Regions from separate parts of the Ovis aries genome. Here region 1 is linked to region 2. A link is a contact called in public Hi-C data. All regions are on one chromosome and are shown on one strand. Each heading gives the region's core, a stretch centred on a gene start, on an enhancer-like site or on the middle of the called end of the contact. The rest is flanking DNA. Distances are from core to core; before and after follow the strand shown. Region 1 overlaps ATG10 (autophagy related 10). Region 2 overlaps SSBP2 (single stranded DNA binding protein 2).

The links. A called contact is a pair of places that touch in the nucleus more often than the background predicts.
Region 1: a contact with region 2 is called in a Hi-C map of skin fibroblasts, with 2.4 times the contacts expected there. The contact joins two enhancer-like sites. A contact is called at or near these places in 3 of 16 Hi-C or Micro-C datasets (hypothalamus, skin fibroblasts and tail adipose tissue).

The regions. Positions count from the first base shown.
Region 1 is chr5:79,671,250-79,677,023 of ARS-UI_Ramb_v3.0, reverse strand. ATG10 (autophagy related 10) reads right to left here. Exons shown (of 7, transcript XM_060415984.1): 4 at 5,449-5,587. Among named protein-coding and RNA genes, the nearest start is that of TRNAC-GCA, 80 kb to the right of the region's middle. Within about 2 kb of position 3,918, at least 39 of the 54 cell types and tissues checked have an H3K27ac peak or open chromatin away from gene starts, as enhancers often do.
Region 2 is chr5:78,968,459-78,973,624 of ARS-UI_Ramb_v3.0, reverse strand. SSBP2 (single stranded DNA binding protein 2) reads left to right here. Exons shown (of 16, transcript XM_042250727.2): 16 at 1,903-5,166. The coding sequence ends at 1,932. Among named protein-coding and RNA genes, the nearest start is that of ACOT12, 39 kb to the right of the region's middle. Within about 2 kb of position 1,969, at least 5 of the 54 cell types and tissues checked have an H3K27ac peak or open chromatin away from gene starts, as enhancers often do.

The sequences.
Region 1 (5,774 bases), core at 2,669-5,168, 700 kb before region 2:
TGTTTGCTCTTCAAATTTCATTTCAACCCCTAGAATCTCTTTTTAATGCACTAAAAGTCATGTTCCATTGCATAACTATGAACATTCTTAAAAATTCTCTATAATCAAATAAGACTCTAAATCTGCCAAGTCATATTCTATTTTCTGCTCATGATGGTGATTAACTGGAATCATTTTTGCCTTAATTTCTCTAATCTACCTATCTTTTCTGTTTAACAAGCAGCCTTAATTCTCACTCTACTGGAATGGTAATTTTTTTTCCTGAAAATATGTTCTTTCCAGTTCATTTTCTCTAAGAGATGATTTAAATTTTTCTTTTAAAAAAATTGCAACAATAACACTAAAAAAGTCAAAATTCCTTTTCCCAAAATTTCATTCTTCATAATTTCTTCTCATCCTTCATTAATTCTTTCTGTTTTACTCAGTCATAGTTTCTGTTCTAGAAAATCCCTCCCTTGATCTCATTCACTTTTGCTCAATCTCTTTCACTTCTCACTTCATTTCTTTCTCATATCCTCCAAATCCATTCCATCATCTCTTCTATAATGTGACCTTAACATATCTTTCCAACCATCTTGCACAGTTTGAAGTAGAGATTTTCCTCAAACCAGCTTCTCACTATTCCCCAAACAGGCCATGCTTTCCAGCCCTACAGCTTGGCACTCATCCACCTCCCTTTCCCTAGTACTTTTCCCAGCCTCTTCAGAAAAGCCAGTCTGTACAGTTTCCTTGAAAATTGTTGATTAGAGCTATGGATATTTTATTTTTATTCTCCAGCTTCCTCCAACCCTCATCTTTCCTGTTTTCCTGTTATTTTCTTCTACACAGTCCAAAGACTCCCTCTCATACCACACCAGGGACAAACCTCTTCTTCCTCCTCGCTGATGATGTAAACACTGCTCTAATTCCAATCTTTTCATTATTCTTTTGATCTGGCCTTTATCTTGGTTTGGTTATGCTGCTTTTAAGAGTGAATTATTCTTTGACTATTTGAACATAGTTTAGGCATATAACAAGTGGATAAATTTTCTATATGAAATATCTGGGTTACATTTTTAATTCTCTACTCTTACTCTCTAGACCAATAATAAAACAGATCCTGAGAAAGAACAGACATTCAGTTGCTGAATGGAAGAAATGTTTCCTTCCCTATTCAAAAGCTGCCCTTCTAACTAATTAAAGAAATATGTCAGAATGGTTCCCAAGAAGAACTCATACGTCAGCACCAAAGAAATAAATATTCTGAAAATGAGAAGAACCACTTGGTCTACTTCTCAACAGAGATTGAGAACAAAGGAAAAGAAGAGAGACAGGGAAGAAATTAATCAGAATTCAAGCTGAAATAAATATAGAAATCTGTAGTTGTAATGAAAGGGAAAACCAGGTAAGCTTAGGAGTCTGGTGAAGCCCAAAGCTATTATGTATATGCGCAAGATTTACAACACATTTCTAACACTTGCTATCAACTTCTGACCAAAGCCAAGCCCCCACAAAGGGAAAACTGGGACATAAAAAGGTGTTGGAATGATGAACAGTACTTAGAAGCCTTTTGCACAATACAAATAATTCTTTAACACAGTGTGCTTTAAAAATAGTTGGAGGAAAAAAACAGCCACTTGAAGATATCAGTGCTTTGTGAGAATGGACTTCATAGTCAATAAAGCACCATTTTAGGGTAGGCTATTTATTAGTATCAATGCCTGAGAGAAGTGCAATGACCTCTCACCCACTGCTGAGGAGCAAATGGTATTAAGCGTGCCCCACCACCTCTCCCAAACCTAAAATGGCAAGAGTGGATAGGGAAAAAAGAGCACTGGGAAGGACATTTTCTCTCTTAAATTAATCAAACCCTCAGCAACTGAGCTCCTATAAGCCCAAGTAGTAGAAACGAGAGGTGCCCAGAAACAGAATTTTGCACCACCTTGGCTGTATGCCTTCAGGGATCCAACGCAAATATGTGTTTACAGAAGCAGAACAGCTCCCCAGCTAGCGGAAATGCTCAGCTTTGAGTCCTCAGGACTTTCCACTTTCCTTAGCCAACCATTCCTACAGTCTCTAGGAAGCAACAAACTAAAGAGTAAAGATATAGAGATGGCTTGGGTTCTGAGTTTCCTGGAGACAAAAGAATTACTCCCTTCCATATAACTCATTTGGAGAAGGCAATGGCACCCCACTCCAGCACTCTTGTCTGGAAAATCCCATGGATGGAGGAGCCTGGTGGGCCGCAGTCCATGGGGTTGCTAAGAGTCGGACACGACTGAGCGACTTCACTTTCATTTTTCACTTTCATGCATTGGAGAAAGAAATGGCAACCCACTCCAGTGTTCTTACCTGGAGAATCCCAGGGATGGGGGAGCCTGGTGGGCTGCCGTCTATGGGGTCGCACAGAGTTGGACACGACTGAAGTGACTTAGCAGCAGTAGCAGCATATAACTCATCAGAAAAGTTCAAATAAGAAACCATCATAAGGTTTCGAGGTTTCCATCTTTGAACTGTATGCAGAAATGGTTAGAAATTCCTCCTCTAGGTTCATTCAATAGTTGCTGACATTGTGCCACAGTTAATACTATGGGCATTAAAATGAGTAAGACAAAGAATATATATGTAATATAAGTATTACACACCCACACACATCTATGAGTAAAGCTTATCACTCTGTAGGCTGAAGTACTCACTATTAATTGCCTTTCTCTCTCTTTTTACCTTAACCTCCTCCCTTCTAGATTATCATTTTATAGGGAACAAGTAAACAAATAATTTTCTGATATCATGCAACATGTGATATATGATATAATGTGATATAATATGACACAGGGGTGATAACAACAAATGGCATGTTAGCTGAGTCTTGGGCAATAGTTGGCCTGGCAGACACTGGACATATCAAGGAGTAAGAGGTGATCACAGTCCAATGTAGTTGTACTTTAAGAAACAGAATAAAGATTTCCTCTTACATCTAAGCTAGTTGATAAAAGAAAAGGTAATATCAATTTAAATAGGAATTACTTACTACTTGCTTTACCTAAAAAAAAAAGGTACTAGAATAAAATTCAGAGCAAAGCAGAGAAACTAATTTTTACTAAGACTCAAATGCAAAAAAAAAAAAAAAAAAAAAATTCTAAATACCTGTCAAAAACAAGGCTGAGTGAACTATTTTTGAAGCAACAATAACAAAAAAAGACCCCTGAGCAAGAAATTTTATAGCCATCCTGTTTCTAGGTCGGAATTCTCTTAGAATGAGACAAAGAAAAATCTGGACCTGGAATAAGAAGAAGATGTTAGGAATTCAATTCACCACACTAACAGAGATTTGTTTAACAGATGAAAGGCCAGAGTAACCACATAACATATGAACAGGGAATGGACTGAGGGGAAAAAAGGAAAAATTATGACTCCAGAGTAAAGGATAATACATTTTCAGAACACCTGTTAGGTTAAGTTAGGTAGAGAAAGGAAAAGAAATTATCAGACTCTGATAAAGGAAAGAACCATTCTTCATGTTTCTCCACAAGAAAACACTCAGTATGCTTTGCAAATATTAAATCTGATATTCTAATGCACCTGAAAAATCACTAAGTGAATTCCAGAATTTAAAAATTCCTAACGCTAATTCTATACAACACAGAATGGGGAGGGTGAAGAATAAGAAATGCTTCGACACAAAGTAAATGACTTGTTTGTGTTTCCTTTATAAAAGCATAAACAAAGAGCATCTTAAAATATATAAATAGAATCAAAAAAGGCTAGTTATTTTGTGTGTTTTTTTTAAGAAACAGAAAACCACCATGAAGAAAAGAGCGTAGAAAGTATACAAATTTCATTAAAATATAATTGAACTTGCAGGAACAATTACTGTGCTGTACTGTAAGGGGAGCTGTTGGCACATAAGAGCAAAGCACACGTATGAGCTCATCCACCAGCCTCAGCAAGACCCACTTCCAGCTAGAAGCAGTCATGTTTCAACACCTCCGATTCCCTAACGCTGACAAGCTAAACAACTTGTTTTGTCTCTGGGAGCTCTTCTCTGGTGATTAACTGCTTATGGTGAATACTAATTACATGAAAGTACAGTATTGAAGAAATGGTATCCTGTTTCCTTTACCTGCAGCCTCGACATGAATCCAGAAGCTACTGGGTAGAGTCCTTGCAAACCAAAACCGAGAAGGACATTTTTCTCCCCTCCAGTAAATAAATGTAACCCCTTCTATTTTTCAGTATAACACAGCTCACTGACAAGAAGCTTCCTTTAACCTCTGGGCTCCAAACCAAGTAGAATCACAATAAAGTGAGTATTTTAAAGGCCTATAATAATCATATGGATTAATCTGCAGCAAGAGTTTGTGAATTAGTAAACTCAGTGTCCTTAATTCCCCATGTCCCATGTTGAAAATTTACCCCAAATTGTCAGTTCTTAGGAGCTGCACCTCAGATTAAAATCTTCTCACCAGGGAGTCTATGAGAATTTGTTCTTGTGTTTTAAATCCTAAGTGCTTGTTAAACCGCCAACACTGCAAAATTAGAGACCATTAAACAATATAAGGCAGCAAGTGATTAAATCTACCAAATACACATTCAAAGCAGCTTAAGCTACTTTTTAATTAAAAATAAAATATCACTGGCTAAATTCAGATGTCTTAGCTATCCAGAAAAGGTTAGAAGGCTGTCCAAAATGCAAAATGCTGCTGATAAGTCCAGAGAGAAAAAGAGAAATGGGGTAGGGGTGGGCTGGGGAGGTGGTTCCTCTTGACTTCTGAGCCCAGGGTGGAGAGGCCTCAAAACGCTGACCTGGTTTAGTCAGAGGACGTGAAGCGGGGAGCCCTGGCTGTGCTGCAGGGTGAGGACTTCATGTGGCCGCTGATTAAATAAGCTTTATTAGCCAAGACCTCAGAGGAGACAGGGTGTTCCACCTTCTTGGCAAGGGGGATGAGTTGAGTAACACTGCAGGAAGCTGAGGCACTGGAGATGTATAGATGGCCGAAGGAAATGTTAGTGCTATTTTTAAACATAGCTTAAATGGACTGATAAACAGTTCCTAAAATAATAATTAGTGTTGGGGAAGGAGGCATGGGGACTTTTGAGTTAATGGGATCATTTGAGATTGAAAGAAATTTTCACTGTAAAGTTAGAAGTAAATAAACATTGTAGCTTTAAGTTGTTCCTACTTGTTTAAAGTAAAGAAAAGAAAAAGGGCCAGGGGGCTTAGTCAACGCTGGGCAGGAGGCCAAGAATCTGCAGATCAGACTTAGGGCTGAGATGATATCATTCACTCTAAAGTCTTGATATTCTTTCTAAAGCATGAGAAAATTTACTGGTAAAACCTTACCTCACCCACAGTTTTCTTATTTTTAACTCTTTTCTTTTTTTCTCTCAAGAATAATTTTCCAAATCTGCTTTCTGCCTTATATGTAAATGTTATGAATTTACATTTAGCTTCCAACATGGTCTTACCTAAAAAGCTTGCCCTAAAGTAAAGCACAGGCACTTGGTAGCTGCAGGAATATAAGACATGATACTCATATTTAATCACTTCAGCTGCCGTGGTGGTCTCGGTTACCTCAAAATCATCCAGGGGGGGATCTACAGCCTCCTGAAAAAAAGCAAATACAATAACAGAATGTGGCTGTCAATAAAAAGAAGCACATTAACACACACAAAGAGAAAGCCGAGGTTTTCTTCATGCAAAATAACAGTTAAATAAATATAGGACTATGAGGTAAGGAAAAGGGAGTTTCCCACATTAATGTTTAACATTTGAGTCCTGGGTAAATAGTAAA
Region 2 (5,166 bases), core at 720-3,219:
GAAAAGATGTGGTGCCTGTACACAATGGAATATTACTCAGCCATCAAGAAGAATGAAATAATGCCATTTGCAGCAACGTGGAGGGACCTAGAGATTTTCATGCTGAATGAAATCAGGCAGAGAAGGAGAAATATCATATGGCATCTCTTATATGTCAAATCTAAAAAGAAATGATACAAATGAACTTACTTACAAAACAGAAAGAGCCTTGCAGACTTAGAGAACAAACATGGTTGCCGAGGGTGAAGCATGGAGGAAGGGATAGTTGGGGAGTTTAGGATGGACATGTGCACACTGCTGTATTTAGTTTTTTTTAATCTGTGTGTTTTATTGAAGTATAGTTGACAGACAATGTTTCAGGTGCACAGCAAGGTGATTCAGGTAAACATACACACGTATCATTTTTCAGATTGTTTTGCCTTATAAGTTATTACAAAATATCGACTACAGTTCTCTGTGCTATAGAGGAAACCTTTGTTGCTTGTTGCATATCTATTATTTTTCAATTAGAAATCTAGCATGTGTTCATACTAAGTCAAACAAATGGAATCCAAATGTCAAATTTTTTAGTTAGGTAAAAATTCATGTTTTCCAAAATATATATTATACATACTGTTTACATATATATACACACAAAAGCTTTTCTACTGTACTTGATAGACTTGAGAAAGAACATCAAACACAACGGTGATGGAGAAATTGAAAAACAAACTAAATGAAATTGGGAGCACTGAATATGAAATAGAAAAAGTGAAACAAACTAGATAAAAATAAAAGATCATATAGTCCAGGTGTTTTTAAACATGGCTGCTCATAAAAACACATCTGGAGTTGTGGAGAAGAAGTAATACCTGGGCCTTATTTAAAGTAGATAACCAGCAAGGACCTACATTATAGCGCATGAAACTCTACTCATCGTTATGCGGCAGCCGGAGAGGAGGGGAGTTTCAGGGAGAATGGATACACATGTGTGTATGTCTGAGTCCCCTCACTGTCCCCCTGAAACCATCACAACACTTAACCAGCTATACCCCCAATACAAAACAAAAAGCTTTAGAAAAGCTTTTTATGATGGTATATTGTCATCATTATCAGAATAACTGCTCTATTTATCATTTATAAGACTATGTTTCCAAATTTCTGAAAGCCTCGCCTCTACCAGTGGTCAGCCTCTAACAGACAAGTAGCACGTGGCGGCAGAGCCCCTACTCCCACCCAGAAATGCTTGTGGATTGAGATTGGAGTCAGAGTTTCAGGGAAGTTTATATGCTGAAGTATAAATCAGACTCGTTAAGTATTGATATTTTTCAGTGCTCTAGTGAGGATTTCTTATGGCCAGCTAGAAGTTCAATTATTAATCCAGCATTTACTGAGCACATTTCTGTGTTTCCAATAAATACATAGTTTTAAGGGGTTTATGTTCAAACCTCCCAAAACCCCTTTAAGATTAACACTATCATTAAGCAGAATTAACAGGTAAGGAAACAAGCACTGAGAGGCTAGTAGCCTCCCATCTTAACCAAGCTAGCAGAAAAACGAAGACTAGCCTGCCCCCCATACTTATTTCATATGATTCGACCTTGGGCTAGATTTTTGTCCTAGTTGTTCCAAGGGCCCATAAAACCTGAATCTGGCTAGAAGAAAAAAAGCTAAGGGACCAGGTACCTATCAGCCCCTTATGCTCAGAGAGAGGAACAGGACTGGTTGCTTTCCAGAGGAAATAGTTAACATTTCAGGACAGTCAATTCTATATAATTTACTCTTTTCCTGCTTTCTAAATTTTTATGGTGTATTAAAAGCTTGTTCATAAAAAGCATTAAAATTCACAGTTACTGTTGTTTACCAAGGGGGATGTCAGTGGCCTATAGAATTGTTGTTAAAATATGGATTCTTCTCTCCTAGTACTCCCCTAGCATGACAATGAGTGTGTGATCCATTACCAAGTCTCCTCATGGAAACCACAGTGAGTCAGCCCTTCACAGAACTACTACGGAAGAAAATTATTCATCACAGTGTACAGTTAAACAAAGGAATCTCAGTCACACCAAACCAACCTTTTTATTTCCTGCTCTCTCCCCTATTTTGTGAAGAAAGCGGGTCCAAACGTGATTCGAACAACTGTACGGAGCGGCGCATTAGAATTGCCCTCAACTGAACTGCAAATGATTATCTGTGTATGTATATGTGTGGGAAAGAGAATGTACTGTATGTGTGTATGTTACATGGACACACGCACATACATACATTGACCCACAGGACATTGTAAAATAACTATCACATGACATCTTACGTAGAAATGAGTAGGGACTTTTATTCCATCCTTTTTTTCACGTTTACATTTTAATTATTAAAAGTTGCTCCTGCCCCTCCCTGAACTATTTTGTGCTGTGTATATCACTGCTTTATATAAGTTATTTTTTAAGGTGAACTCAGATGTTATGGTTTTGTAAATGTCTGCAATCATGGATAGGAATAAAATCGCTTATTTGAGAGCTTTCATTAAATCGCGTGTGATGCAAGTTATCCTGTGAATGACAACGTGTACTAAGGAAAGAAGTGTGTCTTCATCTTTATGTCAAATCAAACAATTTCTCAGTAACCTTCAGTGAGTATTTTTGTACTTTTTATGTAGGGAAAAAACTTCAAATCAACAGAAGCTTAGCTGGGGCCTAACAGTATATTTCTGCAGTAACTGCTCTAGGTGGAATTCTTGATTTGGCTTAGATGATACAGAAAATCAGTAATTAGCCTCAGTTGCTTAGACCATAGCAATAAAGTGCCAGGGGTCATCATATTTTTAGCAACACATTTTCTCTTTAACACGATAAAGCCCAGACATAGTAACTATTTGCTTGAATTAGTCACTTGTCACCAGGAATGCTAGAGCTGTTTTTTAGTAAGATACTAATGTGAAATGGTGCCTCATTTTTATTCAGACTTCTTGTGAACATTTTCACACAGACACTGCAAAGAGATACATTCAAATGATTGAGGCTTTTAGCACAAAGGAGAAGGAAAATTTTAATCACACCCCAGGGGTTCTGGAGTGCCGCTTGTCTACCCAAGTATCTTACTAGTGGCAGAATTGACTGTGTCCCTACTCACTGGCAGCAAAGCAGGTGCTGTGTTCCCAGGATATAGGACTTTTATTAGAGGGAAATTATTGTAGTCACTGACATCAGTCATATTCTACTTCATATAACTGTTCAGAAAACATTAGAAAATTTTAAACAAAACACTTCCCTTATGAAAACATATCGCTCTGTGGCCCTTTTCAGATCTTTTGTGTTTCCTGTGTTCCATCATACATGTAAACACCAAAGTTATAATGGAAAAGTGTGGAGACCAACTTTAGACTCTGAAAGCTAAGATGCTGATCCTCCCTGTTAAAATTGTAAACAACTATATATCCAAACTCAAGAGATTTTGAAAAGCATTGTTTAATATCAGGTAAGGGGCATCCATCTTTCTTGAGGCAAATGGTCTCTAAAGTGACACTTAGGCATTATATTTACTCATCATTGATCCTAGATGACTTACTTCTCTCAAATCCACAAGGATTTATTCCTTCTGAAAAGAAAGATTTTTGCCTGTGCATGACAGGGATGCTAGGCAGAACTGTTAAAAGGGGAAAAGGAAGTTGAATTAAAATTTATGTTCCAGATTTAAACTAATCAAACTAGTTGCCATTAATCACACATTGTGCAGAGGCTAGGACTGCACACTGGAGAACAGCTTCAAGCTTTCAAGCTGCAGACAAGCTTTCATGAAAAATTCAGACCTCAAGGTCTTTAACTCAAGCCAGGGTAGCCTGAAGATGACACCTTGTACAGACACGTGAATTTTCCAAGGATAAACTTTATGATAGTTGTGTGAACACTGACCGTCTTGTGATAAGCTTAATCTTATAATGCTAGAATTTTGAAAATTTTGTTGACTCTCTTCTCCATTGTTACTGATCTTGAATTTCTTTTATTTGCCTTCTAAGAAGGTATTGTTTCTTATTATCAAAGAATCATGAGCATGATTTTACTTGCTCTCATTTTGGGGGTAATATTAGAATGTGGATGGCAATATGGGTCCCATTATTTCTAGCCTATTTGGTTTAAAAAAAAAAGTAAAAACCAAGGTATAGCAATCAATTCAGCTTAAGTATTTCTTTTTCTCTTGGACCCCAGATTAAAAATAGCTAGTCTTTTAAGTTCCTGACAGTTGAAAATTTGAAGACTCTGTATTCAAGGAAACCAGAAAATAAGGATACTTAATTCTAACATCAAATAATTTTCTCATCCACCAAATGGAAAACAGTATATCTGTATATTAATTTTGTTTGGGAGTTGAATCATTTAAACCTTGTCCTTTTCTCTTTTCACCTCATGCATTTGTGTTGGTCTTTATGTATACTACCCTTTCCTGAGTTACTTTTAACATTTCATCTCACAGTAACATTAGCAATTCTTGCCTACATTGAACATATAAAATATACATGTGTAATATAATAATAAATAGGTGAAAACATTCTTATCACTGTACTTTGCGTTCTGCCTAACTCACCATAGTTGAAAATATATGACAAGTTATCTCTAAGGTATGTATGTCTTTAATCAGCTGTCTTTCTTCTGGCAAAATTGCACATGGGAACAGAGTCTGGAGGTACCACTGATCTGGTAACAACCCACAGCTTTGATGGGTGAATGTTAGTGCTTCTTCCCAAGTGTTCCAGTTTGGACTCAGTTTCTGATGAACAGGAATTACATAGCTAAGAATGTGAGGTTGAGATTTCTCTATGGCCAGAAAATTAATAAATCTGCTCCGTGAGTCATGGAAAGTGCCTACAACAATCATCTCTCTCCAGGAATAAAATAGCAAAAACATCCATGTCTTTTTTTATGATTCTCTAAGCATTCTGAACTCTATTGCATTTCATAGGCTCATTCAGTTGACATTCTTCCTATGGTTTGAAAGAGCAAATGAAAATAAAGGAGTTCAGTTTGGAAAATGCAGAAGCCCTACATCTGTCCATACCTTTTTCCTATCATTTCATTCTGAGAATATATACCCAGGCATTTAGTACTGAGCCCTTGGCAAAAAGTTTTCCACAGTCCTTAATGCCATGAAGTCTTCATTGGCCTTTTTCTTCATGCCTCCCTCCCAATCTCGCATCCT